Linked DNA regions of Sus scrofa: region 2 is linked to region 1. A link is a contact called in public HiChIP or PLAC-seq data. All regions are on one chromosome and are shown on one strand. The core of a region is the stretch at or near the end of the contact, and the rest is flanking DNA. Distances in the headings are between cores, read along the strand shown.

Region 1 (6,384 bases), core at 1,844-4,343:
ATTGGAGTACATGTGTCTTTGCAAGTCATGGTTTTCTCTGGATAGATGTCCAGGAGTGACCTTCTTTTCTTGTTCCTAGGTCTCTTCAGAATCATTGTTTTATCACAACAGTGTTATCAAAACTCTCTTATCATGTACCCTTTTCAGGTTCACAAGAAACAACTGATTTGGAGGAGGAAGTAATTTGGGGCAGTGGCTGAATCCTCAATGAGACAGGCTCTTCCGATAAATGGAAGAAGGCTTTGGTTTTTCCTAGAGTGATATTATTATATATGGAATATATATCATATATATGTATGTATGTGTGTGTGTGTGTGTGTATCCCCAAGGAGGGAGGTCATAAGAACCTCCAATTTATAGCTATTAGGTCAGAAGCACAGGTAGCAACCCGGACAAGGGACTGGCATCTGCAGTAGAGGGTGGTCTTGTGGGACTTAGCCCTTTGCCTGTGGAACCTGACTCTATCTCCAGGTAGATCATGTCAGAATTTAGTTATATTTTCAAACACCCTGCTAGTGTCTGATAATTGCTTGCTGGTGTGGCAAACCTCCATATATATATTGGAATTTGGATTGGGAACCCTTTTCACCTGGTGAAGCTATAGAAGCATTTCTGCTACCCGGACCCTAAAGTCACAGGTGCCTCTAAGAACAATCCTATGGTGTAATTGGGCAATTCTTCTGGATGTGTTGTACTTGGCTGATTTGCTCTTAGTCATGTAGCCTCCAAGCCTGGCTCTGTTTAGAGATTTCTGTTAAACTATCAACTGCTCTTTAATTTATCCTTTTCTGCTTAGGCCGACTCCACTGGAGTCTGTTTTTTGCAACTGAGAACCCTGAACAATGCAGTAACCCTCTCTCTATTACCCCTTTCCCGTCCACAGTATAAACAAAAGTATAATCCTCTTTATAGAATTCACATTAATTACTGTAAGAAATACTATAAAACCAGAGGGCTCTATGTCTTAGTCAAGGCTGTATGGGTTTTAAATAAAAGACATTAACTTGAGCTATCTTTGTCTAAAAGGAAAAATCATTAGAAGGATACTAAGAGCTATGTAATGCTCTGGGAAGTGGAAAACTCTCAAGAGACAAGGAAAAGTGTCTCTTTCTTTCCTGTCTCTTTTATGCTTTTCCATGTACAGTTCCTGAGTTTCTATTACTTAAGTTTCAGCCACAGGTACAGACTATTTCTTGGTGCCAATTTCAAATTCTTGAAAGAAAGATGAAGCTGAGAAGGGGTCAAGTTGTCCACCCCAATCCAATCAATTAAGGCCAGAGGACTGCACAGCATTAAAAACATGGCTGTGGAGTAGTAGAGGGGAGTATTAAAAAATTAGGATAAGATAATAGACACTCCAGACTATTACATTCTCAGAAATGTGTGTTTAGAAAACTTGCCAGAGCTCTAAATTCTAGGGCTCAATGCTTAAGTGGTAGTCAGGGGTCTATAATATAGCTCAATGTATTTTGAAACTGTCAAAGCCTTGCTAAGCTTCCATACCTTTGGGAAAACTCTTGATGTGAATTTTGCTAAATCATTAGAAACCAGCAACTTTGCTCTTAATGACTGTGGTGGTCATTATCCTAACTTCCCATGATCTTTCCCCATTCACACCCACTTCTCCAATGCTGTTACTGTAAAGTCCCTGTGGTATGCAGCTTGTTTGAGCAAAGTCCAAGCTCAAGGTTAAAAACAGCATAGGACAGACTGGTGATTTTCCTTTTCTAGAAATTACGTTAAAGATACTGAATATGCCATGGTGGCTATACTATAAATCTTTACACTTTGTAAGAGAGTACCAAAAACCTCAAGTCAAACATATAACGAGTTTGGGGAGTTCCCTTCGTGACTCAGCAGTTAATGAACCCGACGAGGATCCATGAGGACTTGGGTTTGATCCCTGGCCTCGCTCAGTGGGTTAAGGATCTGGCCTTGCCAGGAGCTGTGGTGTAGGTTGCAGATGCGTCTTGGATCCCTCATTGCTGGGGCAGTGGTGTAGGCTGGTGGCTACAGCACTGATTCGCCCCCTAGCATGGGAACCTCCATATGCCATGGATTCGGCCCTAAAAGAGCAAAAAACAAACAAACAAACAAAAACCCATATAACCAGTTTTGCCAACCAAAGTATTCACCAGACAACTAAATTAATGGTAGAGCTCAGGTCCTCAGGAGGGCTGGGATTAACTGGTTCAAGTGGTATTTAGAATTCCAAATGAGACAAGAATTATGGTCTAAAAACACTAGGGCTCAACCATGCACTAAGTACCACAGAACAAGATGGAACATTTCCTATTGTCTCAGAATTTTAGCTAAAGCCGCAAAGCTAGAGACAGTGAGTACTAAATACTCACACAAAATCTTTTTTTTTTTTTTTTTTTTTTTGGTCTTTTTGCCATTTCTTGGGCCGCTCCTGCGGCATATGGAGGTTTCCGGGCTAGGGGTCTAATCGGAGCTGTAGCCACTGGCCTACGCCAGAACCACAGCAACACGGGATCCAAGCCGCGTCTGCAACCTACACCACAGCTCATGGCAACGCCGGATCGTTAACCCACTGAGCAAGGGCAGGGACCGAACCCGCAACCTCATGGTTCCTAGTCGGATTCGTTAACCACTGCACCACGACAGGAACTCCATCACACAAAATCTTAAAAGAAGATTACTAAAACACAAAAATATCAGTCCAGCAATTCTACCTTGTCCAGACTAATAAAACTAATTTTTTGTTTGTTTGTTTATTGCTTTTTAGGGCCGCACCTGTAGCAGATAGAAGTTCCCAGGCTAGGGGTCAAATCGGAGCTGCAGCTGCCAGGCTATGCCACAACCACAGCAACAAAGGATCCGAGCCACATCTGTGACCTACACCACGGTTCACGGCAATGCCGGATCCCTAACCCACTGAACAAGGCCAGATATTGAACCAGCATCCTTATGGATACTAGCCAGGTTTGTAATCTACTGAGCCACAACAGGAACTCCCCAAAAATTTAAAATTAGATTCTTAGAAGGGACCAGGAAGGAACAGACACGTTCATAGGGACAGGCAAGTCTGCAATGAGGGCAAATGGTCATGTGTCTCCCTCCCTAGTTATTTGTAAAATTTCTCAAACTCAAAGGTCCAACTTCTGCTTTCCCAGTATAGCATAGTTGATTCAGTGGGAGACCCTACGATAACTAGATCTGGCATAAAACAAAATCCAAATTACATGGCTAGACTCAAATCAAATCAGGGAAAACACCTAGGGTGGAAACAACAAAGCCAAACTAAAATAACAAACTGTTGATTTGAAACCAAAGTAGCAAGTTTGGTGCACATATGTGAGACACAGAATTTATCTGAAGGCAGGTGCTGACAGTGGTCCAGGAGCTGACTGTGGATTGGAGAGTAGGTTCAATTTCAGGATTAAACAGAGTGCAAGGAGACCCCAGCTGTGAGTATACTGCTAAGTGTCACAGTAGGTCAGCCACAGAATAAAGGGCTTTGGAAGAATACCAAGGGTACAGAGATGAGATCATAACACTGACAGGTAAGAGACATTTCTACCTGGTCCCTAATCCCTCTTCTCTTACTCTCTTCAGAGAAAGAAGAGAGAACTAGAGGCAAGAAGTAAGGAGAGAGGAAAAAGAAAACAAGTGAAAGAAAAGACCACACTTTCCTTCCCTCTAGGGGATCCGGAAGCTGTGGGTGAGGCCTGATAGGAGAACAGGGAGACTTAGCTTGAGTAGACCTTAATATGGTGCCGGAAAATGGCTGGAAAGCTGTGTGTGGCGAAGGAAGATCCTAGAGCATGTTTTCAGGCAATGACAGGAAAAGAAAAAACTCCACTGAGTTTCAGCCATTCAATAAACACAAGTTACCCTCACCTGGACAGCAGGCAGCCTGACCCTGCTTCATAGTTGTCTCAAATAACTGTATAAACGTGGGTTAGATTCCATGAAGAAGCCCTGAAAATTAGCCTGGGACAAGAAAATAAGGAAATTTGGCTGCCAAACAAATTAAAAACAAATTTCATTGTTCATGTTTACATAGACTTATAGATACCAGAGTCCAAATCATACCCACAGGAAACATTCTTTAAAAGATGTCTGATATAACCCAGTTAGTGCAAAAGGCACTTCACCAGGATCTTCATCATAAAGAAGGGAGCTCTGCTATATTGGAAGATTTCTAATATTATTGAGAAAATAATGCAAATTTGAACTTCAATCATTTGGGTGCACTGGGAGAAAGGATCAAAGGTAAGTGAGGGTTTCATCGGGACAATGAAATATGAAAGCCAATCACAGAATCAGGAGAGTGGATCATTTACTTTGTTACTTTTGTGTAATCACAATATCAAACAATTCCAGCCCAAATTTAAAGGAAGGATAAAAATTAATATGAATGAAAACCATCACAAATCAACAGGCTTCAGAATGCTGCATAGTAAAATGTCATAAACACTGCATTTTCTTTTCTTGGTCCAATAGGGTGCTGAACCTGGAAGATAAAGTCATTTTAATGAAATCTGCCATTTTCTGAACTACTGATTGTAGACAAAATTCCTCTTATAAGTATTTATCATTGTGAAAATAAATGCTTATTTTGGAGTTATTATTCTGGAAGAATTATGTGTTCACATGTAGATTATCACAAACTTTAACTTTTGAAGGCTTTAAATAAATAAAAACGAATTGTATTTTCTTAGCCATTTCAGAAGTTAAGCGGTGAAAGCTGGCTAAAGGAAAGGGGTCATTTTTACCCTGGACCTTTCATTAGAGGCAGACAAACTTTTGGTAAATTCTGCACCTCTGATGAAGGATTGAGGCAACAACAATTTCGTCAGCCTTCCATGGATACCTTATACTCACAGAACCCCAGCAGGGTTCAAAAAATTTCACCAAAGGTGCAGCAGTTACAACCTTAAATCAACTGAGGAGGCCTGGCTCCTAGTCTATTACTTAGTGGTTTGGCGCCTCTAGAAGCCAGTCAATCTCTCTGAGCTTCAATCTCCTCATTTATTAAATAAGGATATTTCAAAACCCATGTCGATGTCTTTTCCAAGGCTGAGATTCAGGGGTCTTGACCTCAACTAACTGATAAAGTGCAGCCACTCTGGCGAATAAGCAAAGAGGTTGGTGAAGCTTGGCAAGCTAAAAAAATCATTTATGAATTCAGAGCATGGTTAAAACTGATGTGTGCATAGTTCAGACAAAGCAACAAGAAAACCACTTTTCTGAATACTCTTTGTGATATGTATGCAATTTACTTCCTAAAAAAAAGACAGCATTTTCATGGTTGGTGTGAATCCAAACCTGACATAGATGTATGCACTGCATCTGGCTATTTTAAAGTGCTAAGAAGTTTAGTGACAAGTACTCTTCCGTTTCTTTACAAAAAAAATTATTAGACTTTAGGGGTGAGGAAAAAATGTAGGGGGGAAGTTTGAGTAATCCTTTCAAGGGCTTCTTGTTATTTTGGCACATGGATAGTTCTCAAGAGGAAAGAAGAGATTTTTTCAACTGTGTAATCTTCCAGGAACAGGAAATTCATAGAAAAACATTTCCCTTTGTTTTGAGGTAGTCACAGCACCACAAAACCCAAGGGCCCATACTGAGAAAGTCATCTATAGATCTTTGTATGTTAGCCAGCATTCCTTGCCATATTGTTTATTTAAAACACACATATCCCTAAATTCACATACAGGCAGGAAATTTAAAAGCAAATATCTTTTCACATACCTATCATATGCATGCTAAAAGTAAGCTTATATAATAAGATTAGTTAAAAATATGCAGTATAAAAATTCTGATCTTGTTCAAATTACCCTAATAATATATATAGTACATTATTGTCAACCGGGGTCCTATGGCACTTTGTTATGCCAAATACAGCTTTGTAAATGTATTAATAAATTTTAAACAATGTGCAAAATTTTTATTTTGGATCCATCCAAGTATGAAGGCTATTATTATGATGTCCATCAGATGGACCATAGAGTGGGATGGGCAGAAGTAACATAATATAAAACAAATGGACTTGCCAGGAGTGGGACATAAGGCAGTAGTAACAGCAAACCAAAACGAACAAAAAAATTTACTGGAACAAGGAAGAACTCTGCCTTTAGAGGCCTGAAAAGAATAATTTAGATCAATACACTATTCAACAGAAGAAAGTGATAAAATGCAACCAGTAAGAGCTGTTATATCATAGAAATTATTGTTTTATAATGACTATAGACTTGCTAATTGTCCATTTTTTAAAGTGTACTGACAAAAGTCCTAATACTTGCAAGTATGTTGTAAACACAAAAAGGGTAAGAATCATTGTTGTAAGAAAGCATCTGGTGTCTGGTCCTGACTTTTCTGAATCATCTAAACATCAGTACCTCTCACCTTCCTATA
Region 2 (6,384 bases), core at 1,781-4,280, 140 kb after region 1:
CACATAACAAAAGGATTCCTCCCCTATTGAAAGTTATTTTTCCTCCATAACAGTACATAGAAAGTAGGATTTATTTTTATTTTTATTTTTATTTTTATTTTTATTTTTAGGCCCACACCTGTGGCATATGGAAGTTCCCAGACTAGGGGTCAAATCAGAGCTGCAGCTGCTGACCTTCACCACAGTCACAGCAATGTGGTGTGATCTATGCCACGGCTAGCAGTGCCAGATCCTTAACTCACGGAGTAGGGCCAACATCCTCATGGATACTAGTAACCCACTGAACCACAATGGGAACTCCTCCATGACAATTTTTTTTCTTTGTGTCGCACCCATGGCATATGGACTTTCCAAGGCTAGGGGTCAAATTGGAACTACAGTTGCTGGTCTACATCACAGTCACAACAATGCAGGATCTAAGCCGCATCTTCAACCTACACCACAGCTCACAGCAATGCCAGATCCTTAAACCACTGAGCAAGGCCAGGGATTGAACCTGTGTCCTCATGGATACTAGCTAGATACTAGCCATGATGGGAACTCTGATAATTTTTTTTTTTTTTTTTTTTGTCTTTTTGTTGTTGTTGTTGTTGCTATTTCTTGGGCCGCTCCCGAGGCATATGGAGGTTCCCAGGCTAGGGGTCCAATCGGAGCTCTAGCCACCGGCCTACACCAGAGCCACAGCAACGCGGGATCCGAGCCGCGTCTGCAACCTACACCACAGCTCACAGCAACGCCGGATCGTTAACCCACTGAGCAAGGGCAGGGACCGAACCCGCAACCTCATGGTTCCTAGTCAGATTCGTTAACCACTGCGCCACGACGGGAACTCCTGATAATTTTTTAATAATTATTACTGCTATTAACTTTGTCAACCTGATGGGTGAAAATAATATATAATTTAACTGTTTCTTTAATTATGAATAAGGTTGGACATTGTGAAATATGTTTAAAATTTGACTTTTTATTAATGGATAGTTATTTTATATTAAGAAGGTTAATCATGGAGTTCCTGTTGTGACTCAGCAGGTTAAGAACTTGACATAGTGTTCATGAGGATGTGGGTTTGATCCCTGGCCTTGCTTAATGGGTTAAGGATCTGGCATTGCTGCAAGCTGTGGCATAGGTCACAGATGCAGCTCAGATTCAGTGCTGCTGTGGCTGTGCAGCTGCAATTCAACCCTTAGCCTGGGAACTTCCATACACTAAAGATGCAGCCATAAAAAGAAAAGAAGAAGGAAGAGAAGAGGAAGAAGGAGAAGAATAAAGTTAATTGCTTTTCTGCCATATATTTTTTAAATAAAGTTTTTCAGTTGAAAAAAAGGGAGTTCTCATAGTGGTTCAGTGGTAATGAACCTGACTAGTATCCATGATGACGTGGGTTCAATCCCTGGCCTTGTTCAGTGGGTTAAGGATCCAGCATTGCTGTGAGCTGTGGTGTGGCAGATGTGGCTTGGATATGGTGTTGCTACGACTGTGACTGTGGGGTAGGGCAGCAGCTACAACTCTGATTTGACCCCTGGCCTGGGAACTTCCATATGTCTCGGGTACAGCCCTAAAAAAGACAAAAAAAAAAAAAAAAAAAAAAAAGTATTCTCCTCCAAAGTCATTATGATCATATGTATTTCCTTCTCAAAAACACAGAAAACAGATTTTCTCAGGAGATCATATTATAAGCCTCTGTGATAAGAGAAGCGCTTATCAACTTTAGGTGGTCTTTTTTTTTTTGAGAAGAGAAAAATTATTTTATTGATGTTTTATACATTTTTTTTTGTCTGTGCCAAGGATAGTTTTTTTTTTAATTAAAATTTTAAAAATTAAAATATAATTGATTTTTCGTCTTTTTCTAGGGCCACTCCTGCGGCATATGGAGGTCCCATCAGAGCTGTAGCCACTGGCCTCACCACAGCCACAGCAATTTGGGATCCGAGCGGTGTCTGCAACCCACACCACAGCTCATGGCAACACTGGATCCTTAACCCACTGAGCAAGGCCAGGGATCAAACACACAACCTTATGGTTCCTAGTCGGATTCGTTAACCACTGAGCTACAACGGAAACTCTAGTTAATTTATAACGTGGTGACTTCTGCTGTAGAGCAAAGGAACCCAGTCATACATGTATATATTATGCATTCCCTTTTTTATATTATCTTCCATCATCATGGTCTTTATTCCAATGTCAGTGTGTATGTGATTATCTCTTTAACTATAACTGAAGTAGATAGCATACATCAACAATTACAAGGCTTCAAAAGAGGCTGTGCCCTGAGGGTAGTAACCAAAATCTTGTTATGTTACAGGTGTCTTCCCCAGTGTCCCCCCAGGACAAGCCATTGAAGGCATCTCCCTTCTCCTATAGGATAGGATGATAGAAAGAGAGGCTCATGAGAAGAGGACCAGGAAAATGAGGATGGGAAGGAGCCTGGGTCGTATTGACAGGATCTTCATGGCAGGATTAAGAAGCAGGAATGTATTATCCTTACTCAAGCACCAGAGGACCCACAGCCCAAAAAGTCCACAGGAGCAAGATGAAATAGCTCTGTACAGGCAGGAACAACTGGACAGCAGTGCTGAAGTTAGAAAGCACAAAAGCTTTCCGGAATCACATTCCCAGCCCTACCCCAGATTACTGAATAAGAATCCCAGGGCCAACTTGACCCTGGGTGATTTTGATAGGCAGAAAATTTGAAAACCACTGAGCTAAGATTTGATGTGAAGCTTAGTTTTTTAAACTCACAAATATTTATTAAGGGTCTTGTATGTGACAGACTTTAAGCCAGACACAGGAAAAGAGGGATGAACAAAAAGACAAAACCTGGTCCCCAGAGATTACAGCTCAGTGGAGGACATAGACATAGACAAATAAACATACACTTCCAAACCTACACCTTTCCCTCCCCCTAGAATCAAGGCCCACAGCTGAATACACTGAATTTCCCAAGACCCAGGAAATTCAGTCCTAAGTATAAGGAGCTGTATTTCAAAAAGGCATAACCTGAAAGGAGGAAAGCACCCTCTTGTGGCCCTGGAGGTGGTGGCACCTGAAAGAATGACCAGTTCTAAAAAGTAGGAGGTTGGAGTTCCTCTCGTGGCACAGTGGAAATGAATCCAACTACGAACCATGAGGTTGCATGTTCGATCCCAGACCTCGCTCACTGGGTTAAGGATCCAGCGTTGTAGTGAGCTGTGGTGTAGGCCACAGAGGCAGCTTGAATTTGCTGTGCCTGTGGCATAGGCTGGCAGCTGTAGCTCCAACTTGGAAACCTCCATATGCCACAGGTGTGGCCCTAAAAAGCCAAAAAATAAAAATAAAAGTAAATTTTAAATAATAAGTAGGAGGTTGCCCTGGGTCAGAGACCCTAAGTAGGCAGACCTAAAGCAGCTAGGAGTGTCAGCAGACCCTGTTTCTCTTCAATATAGAATCAGATACTTCGTGAGAAGATATTTTCCTTGTGTTCACTGCTAAGCAGTTTTACTTCTGGCCACCTGGGTTCTCTGATGTGGAATCAAGTGACACATTCTACAGCCAAGGCATCAAGCTCAGCCCATTTCCACTCTCCCCACAGCTCTAACACACAGCAAGGCCTGGAACAGGGAAGCATTCAATAAATATACAGTGAATAAATAAATGAAGTGCACTATCCCATCGAGTCCAACATTGCCTGCTTTGTGGGATCTTGAGAAGACTAGGCAAATAATCACAGTGGTTGAGTCCCTGAATTCTCTGAAAATAAATGACTTCTTAAAATATAAAATATAGTCTATGTCCCTCCTAAGAGTATCTATGAAAAGGATAATATTCACAAGGGATATACTTTGTGCTTGGAGCTAAGCCTGGTATGGCTTAATTTGCAGTAGAGTAACATGTAAATTTATGAGAATAAATTATATTATTTAAATGAAATTATAAAAATAAGAGTCGCTCACTTATATTCAACTTTCATGAATGCTAACACTTCTTGAAGAACATGGAGGTTTGATTTGTATTCAGACCTGAATACAGTATGAACCACAAGTGCCCAGAGACTGCTGATTTCAAGTATGTAGATAGGAAGCCCAGTCAAACACCAGCACAGTATATTTAGCATTTCCAGCACGTCTCCACTCAAGAAGCTATGAGGAAATCAGCTCAGTAAAGGGCTCTGGGTTATGAGATGGTGCTGACAAAATCACTCAACACCATTTCACAGAGGTCACCAGGAAAGAAGGCCAGAACAAAGAGGAAGAAAGGAATACATTACAGGGTGTACAAGAGAAGAATTAAGAAGACAGACAGAGAGAGAAAAGCACAGGATGAAAAAATTAAAGATTTGCTACAGCACTTAATCCACAGAATCCAAAAGTAAATAAACCAGTCAGCAGCCTCTGAAGGAGGAGGGAATTGATTTTGAGACATGTTGATTATGCCTCTAACTCTGAAGCTCATGAAATACTCTCTTGAATTAAGAAATACCAGAGGCTGAAAAGCACTTCTGGCCAAAGAGTTCATCCATCTGAGTTGAAGAGATCACAGCCCACAGGAGAAGAGATGGTTGGTGAAAGAGTCCGTCACTAAACAGCCACTATCCCTCAATGGATCCTGCTCCCAGAGCTGGGAGTCCTCTGTCCACCACATCTGGCTGAGCTCAAGGAATCAGCTTCAACACCTTGCACATGCAAGATGTTTGCAAGGGAGCTAATGTTGACCAGAGAAACAGCTTCAGTCACCTCCAATTAAGTCACATCATTCCCTCAATGTCCATTTTGGAAACCTATCACTGAAGTTTGCTGCATGCAATAATCCTACATTATTCTCAACCACCATCCTCATAAAATATATGGGAGAAATGGTCAAAAATATTAGCTTTGGAGTCGGAGACTCAAGGGTTTGAACTCTGAGTTTGTCAATTTGTAGCTGTGCAAATTGGGGCAAGTTTATTTACCTCTCTGAGCTTTTGTTTCAAAATGCACATTATAATACTATCTATCACATAGAATTATAGTAAGAACCAAAATGACATAAGTAAATCTTTTAGCAAATGCCTGGAAAATAATAAGCTTTCAAATTTTTTTTTAGGGCCACGCCCATGGCATATAGAGGTTTCCGGGCTAGGGGTTGAATCGGAGCTACAGCTGCTGGCCTATTCCACAGTCACAGCAACTCAAGATCCAAGCCATGTCTGTGACGTACACCACAGCTAACCACAATGCTGATCCTTAACCCACAGAGAGAGGCCAGGGATGGAACCTGCAACATCGTGGTTCCTAGTCAGATTCATTTCTGCTGTGCCACGCTGGAACTCCATAATGTGCTAAATTTTAAAAGAGTCTTGTTTCATCTCTCCTAAACATTTCAACCTCTTTGGAGAAATAGTTATTAATCATCATTCTCTGTTCATAAACATTCAGTTAGACTCACATCCAAATGTCAAGTGTTCAGACCTGTAAATACTAAAATAATTTTGCCAGTAAAATTTCATGAGTGTCCTCATAAAGTGTTTCAATTAACTCCATTTTGCCAGAAGTGATCTTAATCCATAAAACAGTAATTAAGCCAAAAAAATTGGTTTTGGTTTTCTTTTTATTAAGATTAAAATATCCTTGAGGACAGGATTGTGGCTTCCATTTCCTTCATATCCTATCCAATGTTTGACAGGGTATTAAACCTAAATAGATGTTTAATATCTGTCTGATCAGGTACATCCTTGGTATCACTAACACAGCTATCATAGTCTCTAATTCAGGAAAAGAAACAAACTGAATCTCTTGCTCAAACTAAAGGCTAGGACTACAAAGTTATACGAAAATTTTCAGATAGTTGTTTCCATCAAAGCAACCACCTTGACGCCACTGTGACAACTTAAGACTACACAGAGAGAATGAAACAGCCTCCCTGAGTCCCCAGACCCAACATTCTCACCAGTCCATATAGTAAAAGGAGAGAAATTTCATACCGCTAAAAATTACCATACTAAACACCAATACAATCTACCTTTCATCAGTCTGTAGGTACACGTGAGATATCATTGATGATGGTATCTCCTTGCTCCCTCATGGATTTTGAATAGGGAAGGACCTCAACAATGCCACCCTTCCCCAGCTTTTTTAGTTACATGGTAGCTGCTACTTGTGCAATCGGGGACAGTCTCCCTGACCTTTACTCCGCCCACCCCTCATAGCACACTTCAAGTCACAGAATACAGTCCCTTGCCAGTCTGTGAAAAGCCTAAGACTTTGCCTAGGGTTCTGTGCCTATGTTCACAAACCTATAACCCACCAGATGCCAGAATGGCACCACATTCCTTTCAGGGCTCTTCTGACCACAAACCAGTACAGCCCTCACAGTACAGGGGAGAATGCCACAGTTCTAGGTGTTCTCACTTACCATTTACCTTTATGTTAT

Evidence for each region. HiChIP or PLAC-seq counts read pairs in DNA pulled down with a chosen protein or histone mark.
Region 2: a contact with region 1 is called in an H3K27ac HiChIP or PLAC-seq map of alveolar macrophages. The contact joins two enhancer-like sites. A contact is called at or near these places in 1 of 47 Hi-C or Micro-C datasets (embryonic fibroblasts) and 2 of 2 datasets of contacts at active chromatin or transcription factors (alveolar macrophages and skeletal muscle).

What each region holds. Positions count from the first base shown.
Region 1 is chr8:96,458,743-96,465,126 of Sscrofa11.1, forward strand. All of the region lies in intron 2 of JADE1 (protein Jade-1), which reads right to left. Among named protein-coding and RNA genes, the nearest start is that of JADE1, 100 kb to the right of the region's middle. Within about 2 kb of position 3,094, at least 1 of the 83 cell types and tissues checked has an H3K27ac peak or open chromatin away from gene starts, as enhancers often do. A contact at or near this core is called in alveolar macrophages, where this site is marked.
Region 2 is chr8:96,598,486-96,604,869 of Sscrofa11.1, forward strand. No RefSeq gene overlaps it. Among named protein-coding and RNA genes, the nearest start is that of JADE1, 38 kb to the left of the region's middle. Within about 2 kb of position 3,031, at least 7 of the 83 cell types and tissues checked have an H3K27ac peak or open chromatin away from gene starts, as enhancers often do. A contact at or near this core is called in alveolar macrophages, where this site is marked.